Regions from separate parts of the Zea mays genome. Here region 1 is linked to region 2. A link is a contact called in public Hi-C data. All regions are on one chromosome and are shown on one strand. The core of a region is the stretch at or near the end of the contact, and the rest is flanking DNA. Distances in the headings are between cores, read along the strand shown.

Evidence for each region. A called contact is a pair of places that touch in the nucleus more often than the background predicts.
Region 1: a contact with region 2 is called in a Hi-C map of leaf, with 5 times the contacts expected there. The contact joins the promoter of LOC100280306 here to the enhancer-like site in region 2. A contact is called at or near these places in 3 of 25 Hi-C or Micro-C datasets (bundle sheath, ear and leaf).

Annotation. Positions count from the first base shown.
Region 1 is chr5:208,900,081-208,905,197 of Zm-B73-REFERENCE-NAM-5.0, reverse strand. It overlaps LOC100280306, which reads right to left and starts at 1,457. Exons shown (of 5, transcript NM_001153232.1): 1 at 1,162-1,457; 2 at 123-457. The coding sequence starts at 1,354.
Region 2 is chr5:208,705,945-208,710,873 of Zm-B73-REFERENCE-NAM-5.0, reverse strand. No RefSeq gene overlaps it. Among protein-coding and RNA genes, the nearest start is that of LOC111589482, 30 kb to the left of the region's middle. Within about 2 kb of position 3,178, at least 20 of the 20 cell types and tissues checked have an H3K27ac peak or open chromatin away from gene starts, as enhancers often do. A contact at or near this core is called in bundle sheath, ear and leaf, where this site is marked.

The DNA.
Region 1 (5,117 bases), core at 208-2,707, 200 kb before region 2:
AGCAGCATGGAGAAGACAGATCAAATATGTAAAAAGAAACGATCCAGATTATATGTCCTTGTTGGTTATGTTGGTAAAAAAACACAAAAAAGAAATCTTAATCATACAACTCATGACCAAACCTGATGAGCAAAGACCCTGGCCATAATGATATCATTATAGCCAGAAAGTACTCGAGCAACATCACGAGTCTCCTCACGCTTGCCCATCTGGATATCATCTGGACCCAAATAAATAGCATGCCCACCAAGTAAGAAGAATCCCGCCTCAAATGAAACACGGGTCCTCATTGATGGCTTGGCAAAAATCATCGCCATTGATTTCCCATTGAATGGTTGGAAGCTCCTGTCTCCAGACTTTATCGCTGCCTTAACCTCGATCGCTCGATTAAGGATATTCATTATTGTATCCTTGTCAAAATCATTGATATGAAGGAAATCCTTAGGAGCCTGTTTGGCTGCAAGAAATTGCTACAATCAGAAACAAAGTTTGCTAAGCATGACATAATACTTCCTATAGAATGAAAGCTCACATCGATGCCTAAAACATTTGAGCGCATATATTGGTACGAGAAGCAGAGACAATCACGTTCAGATTTAAAAGTCAGAATTGAGTGCATTTGATGTTCAACACATCAAACAGCAGGACTAGCTCAATGGTGATGCTAAAAAAATCATATTATACAATGTAGAATTTATAAGTGCTGATAAATTTGAGATTCAAGAAAAACAAAAGGTTTAGTAATTCACATATGAAATATGATATATGTATATCTCCACTCAAAATAAGCGTTCCGAGTTGGTCTAGTGGCTACACCATAACAGAACTACAGAAACAAGGCCGAAACTTGGCATAGGCAACTTTTCTAGTTCAAAGAGAAAAATACACCCTGATGAGTACCCAAAATTTGCTACAAACAAAAGGACTTGACCACATTTGACTGTCCCCAATCAACGAAATCAACCAACCATCGCAGCACAGCTTATAGTTTGTCGCATCTCACAGCATTGTTACTTCTAAGTCATAATTGAATCCCCAAACCAAACCCCGAGAGCACAGACCAACAGCCATACCCATACTTTTCAGCAGAACCCTCGATACCAGCAAGCCCCAACCCAGCAACGAAACAGAGTGCTTCAATGCGGCGTTAGAATAACTAACCATCCTTCCCCGCGACGGCCGACACAGCGGGGCTGGACACGGCGGCGACCGCGACCCCGCCGCGGGCCACGGCCGAGGCGGCGGCGGCGATTGGGCGACCGCTGCGAGAAGGGAGCGTGAGCGGCTGCCTGAAGCGGGGGGAGGAGACGACGAGGTGGCCGCTGGAGCCGGAGATCGCCGCCGCCGCCATCATCGCGGGTGGCGCGCGCGTGATTGGGGCGCGGTGTCAGTGAGCCAGTGACCCGGATGGGTGCACGAGTGTGAAGTGAACTCGGGTAGTGCCTTCGCCGGAGTCGGGATACGGATTTGTTGCTAGGCGGAATCAGGTTAGTCTAGGGTTAGGCGAGGTGTTGGCGGGCAGTCACGAATAGCCAACTAGCACAGCTGTTTTTCAAGCAGCCAGCTGGTACTTAAAAGAAACCAAAAAAAGTGACGATCCACTAATAAATATAGAAGTAAATATGCTTATATAGCATCAGACGACGAATTCGTATAGTGAGAAGTGAGATATCTGTTGCTATTTGGGTTATGAGCCAGAGCCGTCGGGGAGGAGAGATCCTAGGATTTTTCTTGGGATCGGCAGAACACCCAATACGCCTTTAAATGACGTACAGCCGGAGAGAAGTGAAGATTAGAAAAAAAAAGAATATATTATTGTCTACTCCTAATGCGAAAAGTAAAGGACGGAAGATAAACTGAATGATCGATTGTTGGTTCTTCAATCGGTCGTACCCCTTTAAATATCACCGGGGGGCTATACCCGTTCCTGGACATCCTCCAACAGCTCCCGCGAGATTAGAGGGACAAACACGCGAGGAGATAGAAGTTTGATGGTCTGATCTAATCCTATCGCGTACCGTCTGTGCCTATAGCCGGACTGTCCGGACCTCAATGACAGATCGGCTGGCCATGACCAGTGCCACAAATGGTGCTCAACACATGCCTCTGTCTTTTGCGGAAGCTGAGTGAACCAAAAGCACTGGTCCATGCTGAAATTAACTCGATGTGACAATATCGGCTTTCCTATGTGTTTTGCTACATACTAGGATGATATCACTGTGTGATCCTCTAAGAGCCTTGATCGGACTATAGCCCCTGATGTCGCTAAGCGTCATATTAGTCCTGGTTAGCTATGTTGGTTACTTGTTTTCAATCGATGTGAATCAAAAACAAGGCAACACAAATATTAGACATTAAGGATCTTCGTCTTTCGAAGCATTATCCTCTTTCAAAGATAATGGTTCGAAGACCAAGGTGATGAAGAACGGGTCTTCATCTCTTATAAAGACAATATTACAATGTAATATAATATTAAGTCTTCATTTATTTCATTAGCATGTTTAAATAATGTTATAATCTGAATTATACACCAATAAAGCATTACAAGCATTTATACATTCGGCTTGCTAGAAGGAGAGAATGTGAGAATGACTTCCAATAAAAGTGTGAACAGTACGATGGTACTATTCATATATTTATAGGCATGGGACGTAGCCCAAACAAAAGTATAATTATGACCCTGATACCTATACATTTGTCCTATTACAGATACTAAGGAAAATGGGTCTTTTCACTGTTGATTTGGTTTCTTGTGTGACCTTCGGGACCACCTCAAGTCGAAGCTCTAACTCTTGCCGAAGCTTTGTTATATTACTTGCATCCCTTGCTCCGCTGCTCTAGCTTCGACATTTGGTCCTTCGACATATCCGTTAAGATGAATCAAAACGGCCTCGTTCATCTAGAGGACCTTCAACAGAGAAGGAGACCCCAACAAGCTTGTCATCCTGCTTACCTAATTTTCTGCATGCTCGGGCGAGGCTCCGTAGTTGACCAGAACTTCTCCCAGTAGGTCGTCCTCCTTGATGTTACCTTCGCCCATAGGTGTTGGCATGTCTTGGAGGTTTTCTAGTGAGGTGCAGATGGTCCTGTCTCAGCGGTCGGGTGGTCCGCTCTGTGCTCAGACGGTCCACCTTATATGCAGAGAGCTTTCTAGCTTTTGTTTCGTCTTCTATCTTCGTGTCCGCTTGAGTTGCTACGACGACTTTTGGTCTCCACCTCTTTTGCGGTGGTAGGTACTGGGATGTGTATTATTCAACATTTTCTTTGTCACTTTTTCTCTGCTCTCCTTCATTCTCGAGCGTTGCAATTTACGCTTTTGAGACCGTGTTAGGCCCGATGGACATCACTGGGGCATGGAGTATTCCTGGTTAACTACTTTGTTGGGTTCTTCTGTGAACCCATTCGGTCTTGCACTTGTAGTGCCAACTTGTCAAATACAGAAGTTTGGGGTGCCCCTAAGAGGGGTATTGTGGCATCCCATATGGGGTACGGTGACTCGCCCCACGTTTGATTGGGTACATAAAGTGTTGGAAGGTATGCATACTGATATGGCACAGGTGGGTATAGGGTGGCGGTGGCGGTGTCTGTGTATGTACATTGGGTCTTAGATGAATATCATTACAAGCTACCTCTTCCGATTGGTGAGAAGACCTAATCGGCCTGACCTGTCTTCGCTCACGGGCAGGTGAGTGAAGTTTCTCTGTTGGTTGATTCTTAGACCAACCATATTTTTCACATGTTTAGATAATAACTGATCAAATGTCGGGCCAGCTTTGACCAGGCGACCGAACATTTAAAAATTATTCCTCTTCCACGTACCTATTTCTGGTCGTCGAGGTTTGAAGGTACGTGGTCGTCGTTGTCCCTGGGCGCTGTTGGACTATCCGTCTGATCCATCCGGACTGTCCGGCGGTGTCCCGATCTGTCCGCGTTTGCACGTCGGACCGTCCATGGTGCGCAGAAAAGGGGCCCATGCCTGGTCGCCTTCTCGTGCCTGCCCCCTAGCATTGGAGGTCGTGATGGTGATCTTTAGTGTTTCCCCTGCATCTGGGATCTTTTCCACCATCACTTTTTGAAAGTCGCCTAGAGGGGGGTGAATAGGCGAAACCTAAAATTTATAAACTTTAAACACGCACTAAGGCCGAGGTTGGTGTTGGAATTAAATCAGAGTATGAAAGATAGTTCTCCTTGCTATGAGTTGCTCAATCAATGCGGATAACGTCTGGGAGCAAACTCAAATCTATATGAGCAAGGGAACTTTTAGAGAGAGAGGAAAGAGGGAGAACAAATAAAGTGAAGTTCAACAAGTGAACACGGTAATTTGTTTACTGAGGTTCGGTTTCAAAGAACATAGTCCCCGTTGAGGAGGCCACAAAGGCCGGGTCTATTCCAACCCTTTCCCTCTCTTAATCGGTCACTCAGACCGATCGAGTGCTTTTTTCTCAATCTCACGGGTCACTAAGACACCGCAAGGATCACCACACAATTAGGTGTCTCTTGCAAGCTTTACAAAACACTTAGAGAGTTTAGAGAGAGATGAGGAAAGCACGATTAAGAAAGCCAAGCAGCAAGAGCAACAAATGAAACACGAATCACACTCTCTCAAGTCACTAATCACTAATGATCACTTGTCTCAATTGTGGAACTTGGAGAGATTGGAAACTTTGAATGTGTCTTGGAATGGATTGCTAGCTCTTGTATTGAATGTGTATGAGTAGAATGCTTGGATGATCTGAATGCAGGTGGTTGGGTTGTATTTATAGCCTCCAACCACTTCCTAGCCATTGCTCCAATTATGCTGACCACAGACGATCCGCGCTGCTGGTCCGGACGGTCCGCCCCTGCACATCAACGACTGAAATCGCAACGGTCAAGTAACAGCTATAGAGCATTTAATGTGTCGTCAGATGTCAGATAAAGCAGTCGTGGACGTTCCGGCCGTGCACCCCGGACGACCCGCGAGGACGCTAAAAAATGTATTTTACCGAACCCGTCACCTTCGGGTTTTTCTGGTTTTTCACCGACCAGACGATTCGCGCCTTGGTCTCGGACGGTTCACACTTGGTCTCGGACGGTGCTCGCTTTTCCATCGGACGGTCCATAGTGTTAACTTGTGT
Region 2 (4,929 bases), core at 1,929-4,428:
CACTTGCAATATATGTCGGCACTAGCTGCCGGATCCTCGAACAGAACAGCAGGTCCACTCAGAATACACGCCTTGCATTGGTCGATGGTTGAAGAATGCAAGTCGTTGCCGCGTGTCAGTTAGTGCCGTAGCATATGTCTGAATGAGACTGGAAACGTCGTTATCGATGACGATCTTGATTCGATGCGAACGGCATATACAGTGACTTTTTCATGCATGCATGCATGTCGGCTCCTAGCTAGCTCGCGCGATCCAAGTCACCATGCAAGTCAGAGAGAGAGAGAGAGAGAGAGAGAGAGAGAGAGATTGGCTGGCCTGGGGAACTCCTGGTCCTGGATGCAATGCATGCAGTGGCGCTGGCCGCTGGGCTAGTCAGGCCTTGCGGCATCTCTGGCCGGATGCCTGTGGCGCGCGTTGCTCTTCTCCTGGTCAAGACGTTGTCACGCGTACGTTGTCCAGGGATTGTTAGTTTGTTACTGCAACCTATGCAGGGTGCAGTGCAGGCATATTACGGACACATGCAATTCATCTGCGCCTGTCTTGGTGTTCCCAAATCGAGAATCAACAGGGCTGCAACTGCAATGCCGCAGGGCGCAGGCAGGCAGCTGAGCTATCACCAGGCATTCAGATTTCAGACATGCTACTATACGATCGGCGCCGTAGATGCACAAAAACACGTCGAACAAACACAAGGCGCGCAGCGCGGGCCCAGAAAAACAATCATCCTCAGATCGAGTTGGCTCAGTCCCGTCCCGTGACCGCGTGCAGGAGCAGGACTGCGGCGTACACTGCGCGTACGGACATGCCGCGCACAGACACAGCCCGGATCTCCGCTCCGATCTCCTCACGCTGTGCACCACTTGGATGTCAGGTTGATAGCAAGCAAGAGGACAAGACACGCATGGAGATGGGGCATGGATCGTGGATCTGCACAGTGATCGAATCCAACTGATCGATGTACGTGGAGCCCGCCCGGCTCCTGGGCAGGGGCCGCCGCCGGGCTGAGCCTACGCGCGTTGGTTGGGTTGGGGTGGTTGTTCCCTCGTCACGTCGCGGCCGTCTCTCCGGCCCCGTGCTCGCCAGCGGACACCCGCGTCATGGGGTTCTGCTGCCACGCATATTCTGTCGTCCATAAGTAGTATGGGGCCGGTGCACGTACAATGTGCTGTCCTCCCGGCTTCGCAACAACGTACGCGGGTGGCGGCCGGGGCACCACGCATATGCTGCATGATCAGACGCCTCGCCTGCAGATCCAGTGCAGCAGACCACTCACCACGCATTATTGGCCGTACAAGTAGCAGCCGGCCGGCAGCCAGAAGCTACCAGACCCAATACAATTCCGGATGTCCGTGTCGAGATGATCGTCAGAGACCGATGGCATCATCTGCAGACCTTGCACGGTGGTCAATCCATGCATCGTATCGTCGTCCCTACCCTACCGATCGCGATCGGAGCTAGTAGCAACTAGCTAGCTAGGACGCAGGGGTGGGTGGGTCAGTGCCGACTCTATACGGCGCGGCGACAGTTATATGTGCCTGCTTCGATCGGTGCCACATGCCTTGCCTCCGCGCTCGGTCGCCGAGGCCACCAAGTCACGCGTGCATGTCAAATACATATTAGGATACAAGTTCCTACTTTAAGTACTTTTCAAATACATATTATTATGTGGGTCCACACCTAACACATGTCCATCCTTAATGAAAGTACACTCTACCTTTATCTAGGTATCCAACTGGCTAGGTTCATAAATCTTGAAAATTGAAGTTATCATAAATGTCTTATTGATGTATCATTTGTCACTAAAAATTAATTCACTCAAATTGAATTGGATAAACAGAGGTCAAACCCTAACCAAAAAGGTTGTTTTTTTGACAACGATCCTCTATAGCGAGAAAAAAATAGGTGGAAAGTATTTCCTCTCCTCCTCATATATTAATTACTGTCAGAGGGCCTATCTAGCGGCCGAATGCGCGCGTCGGCATGCTAATAATAGACACATAGTATATACGCATGATCCGGTCCCATGGTCCCAAAACAATAATGACCCTATGGTGTTGGATCCCAAATGGATTTGGCTCTTGTCTGATCGATATTCGTCGTACTCGAGTCTGACTCTGACTAAACGGGTGGATGCTGTCTTGGATGTTTGTATGCAAGACTCCAGTCCCAGCAGTCTGTATGACCACTCCAATCAATGTCACGTCCACGGAAATCACGCACCGGCTCGGTTCCATCCCGTATATACCCGTCGTGCCGACTACCAAGGGCATATAGCATAGTAGGCCGTGCGACTGATTTCCAATTTTTTTGAAATTCGGAACGACTAACAAGGGCATATATTTTTGTTTCTCCTGTTCATATATAGAACGCTACTCCTATGGGTGACCAACTAAACAGTACTCACGCAGTCACGCTACTGGTCGTGCGGGTGAGTGTGCATACTTGCGGATTTGGGATTTTTGCAGTGTCAAAATTCCTCATCCGCCCTCGCGTGCTCTGCTTGCCGTGCCTTGCCTAGACAACGCACGCACACCGGCGGCACGCGTAAAAGCTGCCAAGAGTCCTCCACGGGCTGCAAAGCGGGGCCAGGTGTCATGGTCAGCGGCCAAGCAAGAAGGTTCCGCTTCCGCCCGCCGTCGCCATCCAATCCGGCCGATCATTTTCTTCCTCCTCCTTTTCAGCTGCGGCAAAAGCAGGCAGCTGCCTCTTCCAGCGCGAGAAGTTAAGGGAAAGTGACGCCGCGCCGCGCACACCACACGGCACATCGCCCGTTTTGCATTGACCCCCGCCAGCGCGAAAACAGCCCATCCAGATCCCGCAAACGGAGGCAAACCGGGGCGGTTTTCAGCTGGACCAGGCCAGGCCAGGCAGTCGACGACGCGCGTGCGATTTTGTTCGCTGCCTGCCTGCCTCCCTCGCGCATGCGAGACCGCGACGGGTGACTTTTACGCGTCTCGTCGCGTCGCGTCGCGATGCCCGGAGCCGGGGCCTCCCAGGCAACCACTTGGACGCGGGGGTCGCCGCCGAAGCCAAGTACAGTACAGCAGGCTGCGGCTGCGGCAGACAGCGACGCGCGCGCCCGAGAGGCCTCCGATTTGTTGCCTAGCTCCCGGTGACGCGGACGGCTATGCGCCAGAGCTAGCTTAACCGCGCGGGTGCATGCACCCAGCCCACCCCTGGAGCGCACGCGTGCCAGCCACCCCGACGACGGCGGGTGAGTGATTGATTTAGTAGGCCGCGCGGAGGGAGGGGAAAACCACGCGAAACGAAAACCTGGCTGGAAGCCGAAAGGCGGAGGAGCGGTTTTGCTGGCTGGGTCGGTGTGTGTGGCTGGTGTTGCTGTACGCCTGTACCTGGTCGGCCGTCCAGATACCAGTAATCTAATGGTGCCCACCCCTCCGTGCCGTCGCTTTCGCTTTCCGTCGTCCGCACCCCCGCCCCGTTCTGGGATCCCTCTGTCCCTTTTGCTTTGCTTTGTTTCCCTCAGTCGCTCCGGTGGACTCGCCTCGCCGTGCACTGAACCTTCACTTGTTCCGCCTGCCGAATCGGATCGGTCCATCGATCCCCCTCTGACCTGACCTGACCTGACTCACACCACTTTTCTAGCTAAGACAATAAGCCCGCATGTGCACAGCGCACGTTCCTATGCCGTGCCTTCCCTGGTTGCTTCCTCTCCTCCTCGATGTGCCACCACTTTTCAGTAAAGTTTGCTCTGATTATTTATACATCGGTTTCAGAAATCAAGTAACAATAGGATATAATGGACAAGAATTTTCAAGGTTTTCTTAACAGCCATTTTGAAAAATGGTCAGGGGTTCTTTGGATCTAAATACAAAAAGATTCAAGCTTTTTTAGTTCCTAAGTCAGTTTGCATCCAATATATTTTCTGTCACATGGACTTTACAGGTTGTCTATGTAAAAGCATGGTCCTTTTTTTGTTTGGCTAATTCTGCCTGTTAAGTGATAGTTAAAAAATAAATGACATCTCTCCTAGTTAGTAGCTTTCCACTGCCTAAACTCTACTGAGGTCTAAAGAGATTGATAAAACATGCCCTTTCAGTTAAAAGTTCATGCACATGTTGGAACAACGCTAGCTGTTCCTCTGAACATTCTACACATATGTAGTGCATTACCAAGTAATTAGTAGTTCTAGTACTTTAATTAGGCTGCATGTATATATACCTTAGTTTATCTAAGTGTGTTTCAGCTGCATGCTCAACAATTCAGCATGTCAATTTCTTAGCATGAAGGCGAGCTGCAACAATTTGCTTGTGGACTTTACAATTCAGCAACACTAGCTAGTTCTGTACTTTACAATTCAGCAACGCTAACCTGTTGTTATCTTTGCTATCTTCCTTTGAGCTGGTGAATCCACAGATTTGGATATATGATACTGATGTGTTGTATTACCTTGACTCAGGCAAAAAATGAGCTTTAACTAAATTTTAAACCAATTTTTTAATTTTTTAAATAAACTAATATCTACGTATACTCTTCGCCCACAAAAGAATGATGTATTCACAAAATTTTTGTCATATAGTTTCTTGGTCTTTATGTTGCTTTTGTCAGCACAACTTGGTTCTTTTATTTGATTGCTGGTATTATTCCAAATAATTTTCTGTCAGCATAACTTGGTTCCTTTATATGATTATTGTTAACCCAAAGCACTAGTGAGTTATGTTGGTGGAGAATCTGATCATTGTCCCTCCTGTATATTTGCAGGCTTTACATCTTCAAGGCACTTCTGCTATTAAAAGTTCTAAATTTAGAAGCCTTGGTCAACTTAGTGCTAGGTTGTAACCATGGCCTGGAACTGTGAGCTGTGAGTGATGTCTGTATTTTGATTCATGGTCAATACTTGTTATGATGAGGACACGTAAAAGCTGGTACTAATTTGCTGGGAGGAAAAGTGCAAAGGAAGTATGGGAG